2 separate regions of the Macaca mulatta genome follow, and region 1 is linked to region 2. A link is a contact called in public Hi-C data. All regions are on one chromosome and are shown on one strand. The core of a region is the stretch at or near the end of the contact, and the rest is flanking DNA. Distances in the headings are between cores, read along the strand shown. Region 1 has its middle 15 kb from the start of HSPB1. Region 2 overlaps SSC4D (scavenger receptor cysteine rich family member with 4 domains).

Evidence for each region. Hi-C and Micro-C count contacts between places; a contact is called where the count stands out from the background.
Region 1: a contact with region 2 is called in a Hi-C map of blood, with 5 times the contacts expected there. The contact joins two enhancer-like sites. A contact is called at or near these places in 2 of 14 Hi-C or Micro-C datasets (blood and liver).

What each region holds. Positions count from the first base shown.
Region 1 is chr3:50,033,798-50,038,339 of T2T-MMU8v2.0, forward strand. No RefSeq gene overlaps it. Among named protein-coding and RNA genes, the nearest start is that of HSPB1, 15 kb to the right of the region's middle. Within about 2 kb of position 2,369, at least 36 of the 40 cell types and tissues checked have an H3K27ac peak or open chromatin away from gene starts, as enhancers often do. A contact at or near this core is called in blood, where this site is marked.
Region 2 is chr3:49,958,101-49,962,723 of T2T-MMU8v2.0, forward strand. SSC4D (scavenger receptor cysteine rich family member with 4 domains) reads left to right here. Exons shown (of 11, transcript XM_028845640.2): 7 at 1,260-1,337; 8 at 2,581-2,655; 9 at 2,771-3,082; 10 at 4,451-4,528. Among named protein-coding and RNA genes, the nearest start is that of SSC4D, 17 kb to the left of the region's middle. Within about 2 kb of position 3,196, at least 34 of the 40 cell types and tissues checked have an H3K27ac peak or open chromatin away from gene starts, as enhancers often do. A contact at or near this core is called in blood, where this site is marked.

The sequences.
Region 1 (4,542 bases), core at 1,119-3,618, 75 kb after region 2:
ATAGCTCACTGCAGCCTCCAACTCATAGACGCAAACAGTCCTCCCAACTCAGTCTCCGGAGTAGCTGGGACCACAGGCCTGCACCACCACTTCCAGCTAATTTTTTTCTTTTTTTTTTTCAACATGGCCTTCCAATAAATCTATTTTTATTTTTTGTAAAGATGGGTATGCTGCCTAGGTTGTTCCTGAATTCCTGGCCTCAAGCGATCCTCTCACCCTGGCCTCCTGAAGTGTTAGAATTAATGGGCATGAGCCACTGTGCCTGGGCCTGATACTGGCTTCTTCGAGACCAGGCTACTTGCCAGTCTTAAGGCCCCACGTTCTGGGTTTGTCCAGTTGTTTGTGCCTATGTCATTTAGCTTGTTTCCTGTCCTTGTTGGGGTACTTTTTTTTGTCTTGTGTAAAAACTTTGCTTTCTCCTCCATTTAACCTTCTCACTGGTTCACTTTGTGCTCTTAAGCAGCTACCAGCAGCAGAGCCTGTCACCTAAGTGGACAAGGCCAAAGCCACTGCTCTGAAAGGCCAGAGGGACTGGCCACTACCCATGGGGACCATCTTGTTTTCTGACTGGAGTCTTCTGGGCTCAGGGATTTGCCTCCTCAATCCTCTCCTGCCTCCCCTGGATGGGAAAAGTACAGCATTAGGTGCTTTATTTTTTATTTTTATTTTTTTTTGAGATGGAGTCTCACTCTGTCTCCCAGGCTGGAGTGCAGTGGCCGGATCTCAGCTCACTGCAAGCTCCGCCTCCCGGGTTTACGCCATTCTCCTGCCTCAGCCTCCCGAGTAGCTGGGACTACAGGCGCCCGTCACCTCGCCTGGCTAGTTTTTTTTTTTTTTTGGTATTTTTTTTAGTAGAGACGGGGTTTCACCGTGTTCGCCAGGATGGTCTCGATCTTCTGACCCCGTGATCCACCCGTCTCAGCCTCCCAAAGTGCTGGGATTACAGGCTTGAACCACCGCGCCCGGCCAGCATTAGGTGCTTTAATAAGCACTGGCTTTGACTTACATCCTCACTTGGCCAGCTGGGTCCTGGTGGTCTGCAGCTGTTCTGCCCCTATGGTGGGGAGACAGCACAGCCCATCTTATTCACTAGAGTTAACTCAGGAACCAGAAGCATGCCTGAGACGCTTCCTTCATACTGGAACTGCAATAGGGGAATCACAGTCTTGGTGTTAAATTAGTTCTTCCCACTGTGATGGGTAAATTACCCTACCACTCATTGGCTCTTAGGAGCTGATAAGATACATGAAAGTCTTTTTTTTTTTTTTTTTTTCTGAGACAGAGTCTCACACTGCCTCCCGGAGATGGAGTGCAATGGCGCCATACTGGCTCACCGCAACTTCCGCCTCCCAGGTTCACGCGATGCTCCTGCCTCAGCCTCCCAAGTAGATTACAGGCACACACCACCACGCCTGGCTAATTTTTTTTGTATTTTTAGTAGAGACAGGATTTCTCTATTTTGGCCAAGCTGGTCTTGAACTCCCGACCTCGTGATTTGCCCGCCTCGGCCTCCTGAAGAGCTGGGATTACCAGGCATAAGCCACCGCACCTGGCCACACGAAAGCCTCTTTTTACTCTCTTAACCTGAAGCCAGATTTTACAGATGAGGTTTCATTGGTTGTCAGTTTTTTTGTTGTTTTGAGATAGGATCTCGCTCTGTTGACCAGGCTGGAGTGCAGTGGTGCAGTCATAGCTCACTACAGCCTCCACCTCCTAGACTCAAAGGAATCCTGCCTCAGCGTCCCAATTGGCTGGGCTGTCTGGCCTGGCTAATTTAAATTTTTTTTTTTTTTTTTGTAGAGACTGGGTCTTACTATACTATGTTGCCCAGGCTGGTCTTGAATGCCTGGGCTTAAGCGATCCTCCTGCCTCGGTCTCCCAAAGTGTTGGTTACAGGTGTGAGCCACCACGCCCAGCTGGGTTGTCTGTTCTTTAAAGCCAGATAGGAAACTCATTTTTTATTCCATTAGGTTTATCAAAGCAGACTGCCTTCCAAGAGACGGTATTTTTTGGTGTTATAGTTGACAAGGGGTTTTGCCTGCTAAGTTTGCCGAGTAAATCCTCGGACAAGGAATGTGGGTAGTGGGCAGACCAAGAGTGAAAAATATTCTCTTGCCCTAAATCAGGAGACTACATTAGAAGCAGACAAGATAGACTCAGGAAATAAAGGCTAAAAGGTATAAAGGACAGGGCAGCTTGTAGCTGACTGCAAGCATTTTGGGGTGAGTCTTTTTTTCATGTAATCTCCCTAAATACCGTCCAAATCTCCAAAGTCAAACAAATGCCACCTCCCGCTGCTGGGGCGGGGGCAAAATGAGTAATCATCATTGCTCCCCGTGGTACGTTAGCGCTTCGATTTCTTTCGCCTAGTGGTGACAGCCAAAATGAAACTGAGTAAGTACAAAACACAGCAAAACAGCATTGGCCCCATCCCTCAGGGCCTCAATCACGCACCAGCCACAGCTGGTCTGGCCGCCCCTGCCCCATTCCTTGAGCTACAAAATGCTGCAGTGCTGCTGGTTTGCAAGGCCCCGGAGCTAGGCGATGGGGATTCAGCATCCCTCCTGGCACAGGTCTGGGCCCCCTCCCTACCCCCACCTGGGGGCTCCTGCAGTAGGTCCCTTGCCGACCTCTCCCGGCTCTGAAGCTGGCTTTCCCGGGGATCGCCTCTTCCAGACCCCGGACTGCAACAGCGCCCTCGAGCCCAGCCACCCACGGCTCCAACCCACCTGGGAGCTCCATCCTCGGCCCTATCTCTGAGCACCTCCCCTCCCCAAACGCCCAGAACCCCTGCCAAGGAAGCCTTTTGCTGCCTGCCGTCTCCCCAAGGGGCCTGCTTTGCACTGGCGAGCCGTTCGGCCCTGGCCCCGGCACGCACTGGCTCGCCTCTGTCCCCCGGGTTGCTCGACGTAAGATCGCGTGCTGGGACCACGCAGAGTCCAGGGAACCCGGACTACACAGAAGCCCGGATGTGGGCCGGGCGGGGCAACGGCTTTGTTTGTAGCCCCGCCCCGGGGGCGGCCGCCTTCCCCTCGGGCATGGTAAGAGCCAATCACAGGCCAGCGTGTCCCCGCTCCGCCAATGGTCGGCCTGTTGCTAGGGCCTGGGTCTCTGCCCCAGAATCGGCCCCCTCAGCGGCCCCAGGGTTTCATTTGTTGCAGACCCGGCCTTCTATCCACTGGGGAGCTTTATCTCCCAATTTCACCCGCTCCTCTCTCCTCCGTCTTCCGCCTGCACCTTTGTTACGTGCTTGGGAGGACGGAGCCTTGGGCTCGTGGTGGGCCCTTGGTCCCACGCCTGCCCTTCTTTTCCCCATGTGAACAGTGACGTGATCGCTCGTGTCCCGGCCCGTACTGGTTTGCTACCCTTTCTTACCTACACATCTCTCCTTCTGGAAACAGCCCTGGGAGGTCTGCGTTATTCCCAGATTGCAGAAGAGGAAACTCCTGACCCCCGATGCACACAACAGCCGGGCGGTTTCTGGTGGTGACCTGGGTCTGACGGGTTCCATCACTTTACACGCGGGAGCCATGGTGCAACAGTGAGGGAGGGAGCAGATCTGGTGTCCTGGGGACACTGAGGCCAAGCCCTGCCTCTCTTTGGTATCCCAGGCCCTCCACAGCTAGGTCCCACCCTGCCTGTCCAACCTCGGCTGCCCGCGTGCCCCAGGTGTTACAGCCCCATCAGCCTCCTGTGTGCCTTCCAAGGTCCTCTGCTCAAATGCCCTTCCCTCCCACCGTGTCCTGATGGTGATAACTTTGAATCGAACAGCGGCGGCCAGCCAGGGCCAGGGCTCTCCGCCATCATCAGTCCTGAAAGATGTCAGAAATTGAATAAAAACTCCCAGTTTTTTGAATTGAATAAAAACACCTTCCCGTCTCCTGCCTATAGAGTTGTATAATCTCAGGCGTAGAGGGAGACGTGTTGCGCAAGTCACTATCAAGGCTGGATTTAGGAATTAAAAATCAGGCCAGGCGCGGTGGCTCACGCCTGTAATCCCAGCACTTTGGGAGGCCGAGGCGGGCGGATCACAAGGTCAGGAGATCGAGACCATCCTGGCTAACACTGTGAAACCCCGTCTCTACTAAAAATGCAAAAAATTAGCCGGGCGAGGCGGCGGGCGCCTGTAGTCCCAGCTACTCGGGAGGCTGAGGCAGGAGAATGGCGTGAACCCGGGAGGCGGAGCTTGCAGTGAGCCGAGATCGCGCCACTGCACTCCAGCCTGGGCGGCTAAGCGAGACTCTGTCTCAAAAAAAAAAAAAAAAAAAAAAAAAGGAATTAAAAATCAGCTTCAGTGTGGCTGCTGACTGTTTAGAAAGGTGGGATTTCTGTCACTCAGCAATGTCTATTTTATTTTTCTTTATTTTATTTTTTTTTTTGAGACGGAGTCTCACTCTGTCACCCAGGCTGGAGTTGGAGTGCAGTGGCCAGATCTCAGCTCACTGCAAGCTCCGCCTCCCGGGTTCACGCCATTCTCCTGCCTCAGCCTCCCGAGTAGCTGGGACTACAGGTGCCTGCCACCTCGCCCGGCTAAGTTTTTTT
Region 2 (4,623 bases), core at 1,946-4,445:
GTAAACTGACATGGCACACGGGTGGGCGTATCTCATGGAGAGGCACTCCCACCCCATCCCTGTTTCAGCTAGTCCTCAATTTGGTCCGGTATCTGAGCCCCACCTCCCGAGTCGAGTGAGCCCCCACCCCGACCCATTTCCCTCTCAGAGATTAGTTTGTTTGTTGTTGTTTTTTTTGAAACAGAGTCTCGCTCTGTTGCCCAGGTTGGAGTGCAGTGGCGTGATCTTGGCTCACTGCAAGCTCCACCTCCCGGGTTCATTCCATTCTCCTGCCTCAGCCTCCTGAGTAGCTGGGACTACAGGCACCCGCCACCATGCCGTCTAATGTTTTGTATTTGTAGTAGAGACAGGGTTTCACCGTGTTAGCCAGGATGGTCTTGATCTGCTGACCTCATGATCTGCCCGCCTCAGCCTGCCAAAGTGCTGGGATTACAGGCGTGATCCACTGCGCCCGGCCTGAGATTAGTTGTCTTTTTGTTTTTTTTACGTTAAGAGGGGCTGTAGAAGGGCAGAAGTCTGTCTCAGTGAGCCCTGACAGAGCTCCTGCTAACCCTGGTCATGGCCCTTGCCCTGCTAGCCTTGTTTTCTCTGTAAGAGGGGGATAATGGCCCGGGCACGGTGGCCCACGCCTGTAATCCCAGCACTTTGGGAGGCTGAGATGGGCGGATCGCCTGAGGTCAGGAGACCAGCCTGGCCAGCATGGTGAAACTCTGTCTCTACTAAAAAAATACAAAAGTTAGCCAGGCGTGGTGGCGGGCACCTGTAATCCCAGCTATTTGGGAAGCTGAGGCAGGGGAATCGCTTGAACCTGGGAGGCAGAGGTTGCAGTGAGCTGAGATTGCAGCATTGCACTCCAGCCTGGGCAACAAGAGTGAAACTCCGTCTCAATAAAAAGAAAAGAGGAGGATAAAGGGAACTCAGGACTGTGTATAGTCCTCCCTGATGGGCAAGGCCTTCTGTACTCCATGTCTGTTGGACACAGTGGGCTTCTGATGAGAACATGGGACATTGGAAAGAAATGAAAGCGTGTCTGTGAGAGCCCTGTATAAACTGAAGTGTACACCTCACAGCACAAGCGAATTACGACTATCAAAGTGGGGACAGGCCTCCTTAGACCCCCGCTACGGCTGGGCTACCAGACCTGGAAGTAACATCTATTCTCTCCTCCAGGGAGACCCTCCTATCCTCCCCTGACAGCCCATGGCTGACCAGGGACCAGAATCTCAGCCTCTGACCCTGCCCCTTCTCTCCTGCCCTAGTCCTGGGTCCCCCACCGCTCACAGCACTGCCATCCTCGGCCACAAGACAGGACTGGGCTTGGCACACAGATCAATCCGGTAAAGAGCTCAGCCCTCCAGGCGGGAATGTTAGGGGCACGGTGGGTGCGGCTGGGAACTGGGAAGAATGTTCTGGATCCACAGGCGGGGGCCCTGGCTAACAGGCCAGGGCTTTGGCCAGATGGTGCAGAGGTGGGTGAGAGAATTATGAGCAGACAGAGCAAGGATGATGAAACTCAGAGCTCTGAAAACCTCAGCGGGGTGGGAGGAGGCAGTAAGAGATTTCTTCAAAGCACAGAAGTAAAATTTGGGATGTGGGTGGTGGCTCACTCCTGTAATCCCAGCACTTTGGGAAACAGGCGGGAGGATCGGTTGAGGTCAGCTGAAGACCATCCTGGGCAACGCAGCTAGACCCTGTCTCTAAATATATGTATATATATTTAAATTGCCAGGCATAGTGGCTCACGCCTGTAATCCCAGCACTCTGGGAGGCTGAAGCAGGTGGATCACTTGAGGTTGGAGTTTGAGACCAGCCTGGCCAACATGGTGAAATCCCATCTCTACTACAAATACAAAAATTAAAAAGAAATAAATAAAAATACAAAAATTAGCCGGGCGCCTGTAATCCCAGATACTTGGAAGGCTGAGGCAGGAGAATCGCTTGAGCCTGGCAGGCGGAGGTTGCAGAGAGCCCAGATTGCACCACTGCACTGCAGTTTGGGCGACATAGTGAGACTCTGTATCAAAATAAATAAATAAATAAATAAATAAATAAATAAATAAATAAATAAATAAAACTAGCTGGGCATCGTGGCTTGTGCCAGTCCTAGCACTTTGGAAAACCGAGGCAGGAGGATCGCTTGAGGCCGGGAGTTCTAGGCTGCAGTGAGCTATGACTGCATCACTGCACTCCAGCCTGGGCGACAGAGCAAGACCCTGTCTCGAAGTTCATTTTTTTTTTTCCCCAATGGGACGATGCTGAGATTGGGAATTGAGAGACCTTACGAGGGGGTCGATTGAGATGAAGGTTGAATCAAGGTTAGCAGTGCAGTTGAAATTAGGATATGAACTATCCCTGGACCTGAAGTTAGGGTAATACATAGAATTAGCTTTCGGTTAATTCAACCAAGTTTCCCCGAGATCCCAACGCGCGCCAGACAACGCGGTGACTTCTGGGGTTGCAGCTGAGTGGGGGTACGGGTGTGGTAGGGTTGGGGGGTCTTGGTAGGCGTCCCCGTGCCCTGCTGCAGGACAGAAGGCCTCCTCGATCCCTGCGAACGCTCTAGATGCTCTGTCTCCGCAGCTACAGGAGTTGGCCCCCAGCCTTCCCGGGAGACGGCACTGCTCACCACCGCCGCCTGGGCCGCGGGGAAGAAAAGTAAGTGGCGGTGCCCGGGGTCTGCGGGGGGTGGGGGAGGGTAGGGCTGGGGCTATGCCCGGGAGCCGGCAGCCCCAGCCCAGCCCCTCTAGCCGCGAGCCTATGCACCCCGCAGGCGGGCGGCTGCGGCTGGTGGGCGGCCCGGGCCCGTGCCGCGGCCGCGTGGAGGTGCTGCACGCCGGGGGTTGGGGCACCGTGTGCGACGATGACTGGGACTTTGCGGACGCGCGCGTGGCCTGCCGTGAGGCGGGCTGCGGGCCCGCGCTGGGCGCCACGGGCCTGGGCCACTTCGGCTACGGCCGCGGCCCCGTGCTGCTGGACAACGTGGGCTGCGCCGGCACCGAGGCCCGCCTGAGTGACTGCTTCCACCTGGGCTGGGGCCAGCACAACTGCGGCCACCACGAGGACGCGGGCGCGCTCTGCGCAGGTGAGGCCTCCCGCGGGGCCGCGCACTGCGGCGTGGGAGGGGCGGGGCGGGGCCGGGCGCGGCCTGGGCGGGGCCACGCGTGAGGCCTCTCTGCGGCACTGCCGCCCGGGGAGCATGCGCACTCCGCAGAGGGGAGCCGCCCCGCCGTCTGTGCGCCCTGCGGCTGCGCGGCGGGGCGGGGCCGGAACGGAGAGCCTGCTGCAGTGGAAAATGGGGCGGGGCCTGGGGAGGGCCGCGTGGTGCAGCGGTGAGGGGCGGTGTCCGAAGGTCAGGGCTAAGGCCGATCCCTGTTCGAGAAAGGCATCAAGTCCGTAAAGGGCAGGGCCGTTTGCTCCCGGCTAAACCTAGACCCAGCAAAACTCTATTAAGCAGAGTGGATCACCCTTACCAGAGCTAGCGTGTGACCTTTGGGCGGAATCAATGGAAAGGGGTGTTTGCAGTTTGGCAGAACATTGTGAAATTCATTGATTGTTGTGGGAATTGATGTCTTCGCCCTCATTTGGTGCCCCAGGGCTAGTAGGCCCTACTTCCCATAGTTTTGGCCACAAAAGGTTCTGCTTTGGGGCCAAGGTTTGGAGAGGCACAACCCCTATTTCTTCTTTTTTTTTTTTAATCTTTTGAGACAGAGTCTTGCTCTGTCACCCAGACTGGGGTGCAGTGGCATGATCATAGTTCACTGCAGCCTTAAACTCCTGGGCTCACGCAATCCTGCCCTGCTCAACCTCCAGAGTAGCTGGGACTACAAGGGGCATGCCGCCGTACCTGGGTAATTTTTGTATTTTTTATAGAGATGAGGTCTCGCTGTTTTGCCCAGGCTACTCTCGAACTCCTGGTCTCAAGCGATCCTCTCACCTTGACTTTTTTTTTTTTTCCCGAGACAGAGTCTCAGTCTGTCACCCAGGCTGAAGTGCAGTGGCTCACTGCAACCTCCACCTCCCAGGTTCAAGCGATTCTCCTGCCTCAGCCTCCCGAGTAGCTGGGACTACAGGCGCATGCCACCATGTCTGGCTAATTTTTGTAGTTTTAATAGAGACAGGGTTTCACCATGTTGGCCAGGCTGTTCTACGAACTCCTGACCTCAGGTGATCCACCTGCCTCGGCCTCCCAAAGTGCTAGGATTATAGGCGTGAGCCACCATGACCAGCCTTACCTTGACCTCTTAAAGTGCTGGGATTACAGGTGTGAGCCACTGCCCCCACCCAGTGACACAACCCCCGTTTCTGATCAAGGGGAGCAGTTCTTCAGGAACCTGTGAAGTCCTTTTTGTCCCTAGGACAGGCTTTCCTGGGGCGAGCAGGGAACCTGGCCCTAAGGAACATGCTCCCCATTGTGACAGCCACCTCTTTATCTCTGTCCTTCCTGAACCAGGCCCAGAGGAGCTGGGACTGCAAGTCCAGCAGGACGGTTCTGAGACCACGCGGGTGCCCACTCCTCGGCCCAGAGACGGTAGGTGCCTATAATCCCCTGAAAGTGGGTGGAGGCATGAGGGTCTGAAGGACATGGATTGGGGGAGGTCACAGCCTGGGTTATAAAGCTCAGCA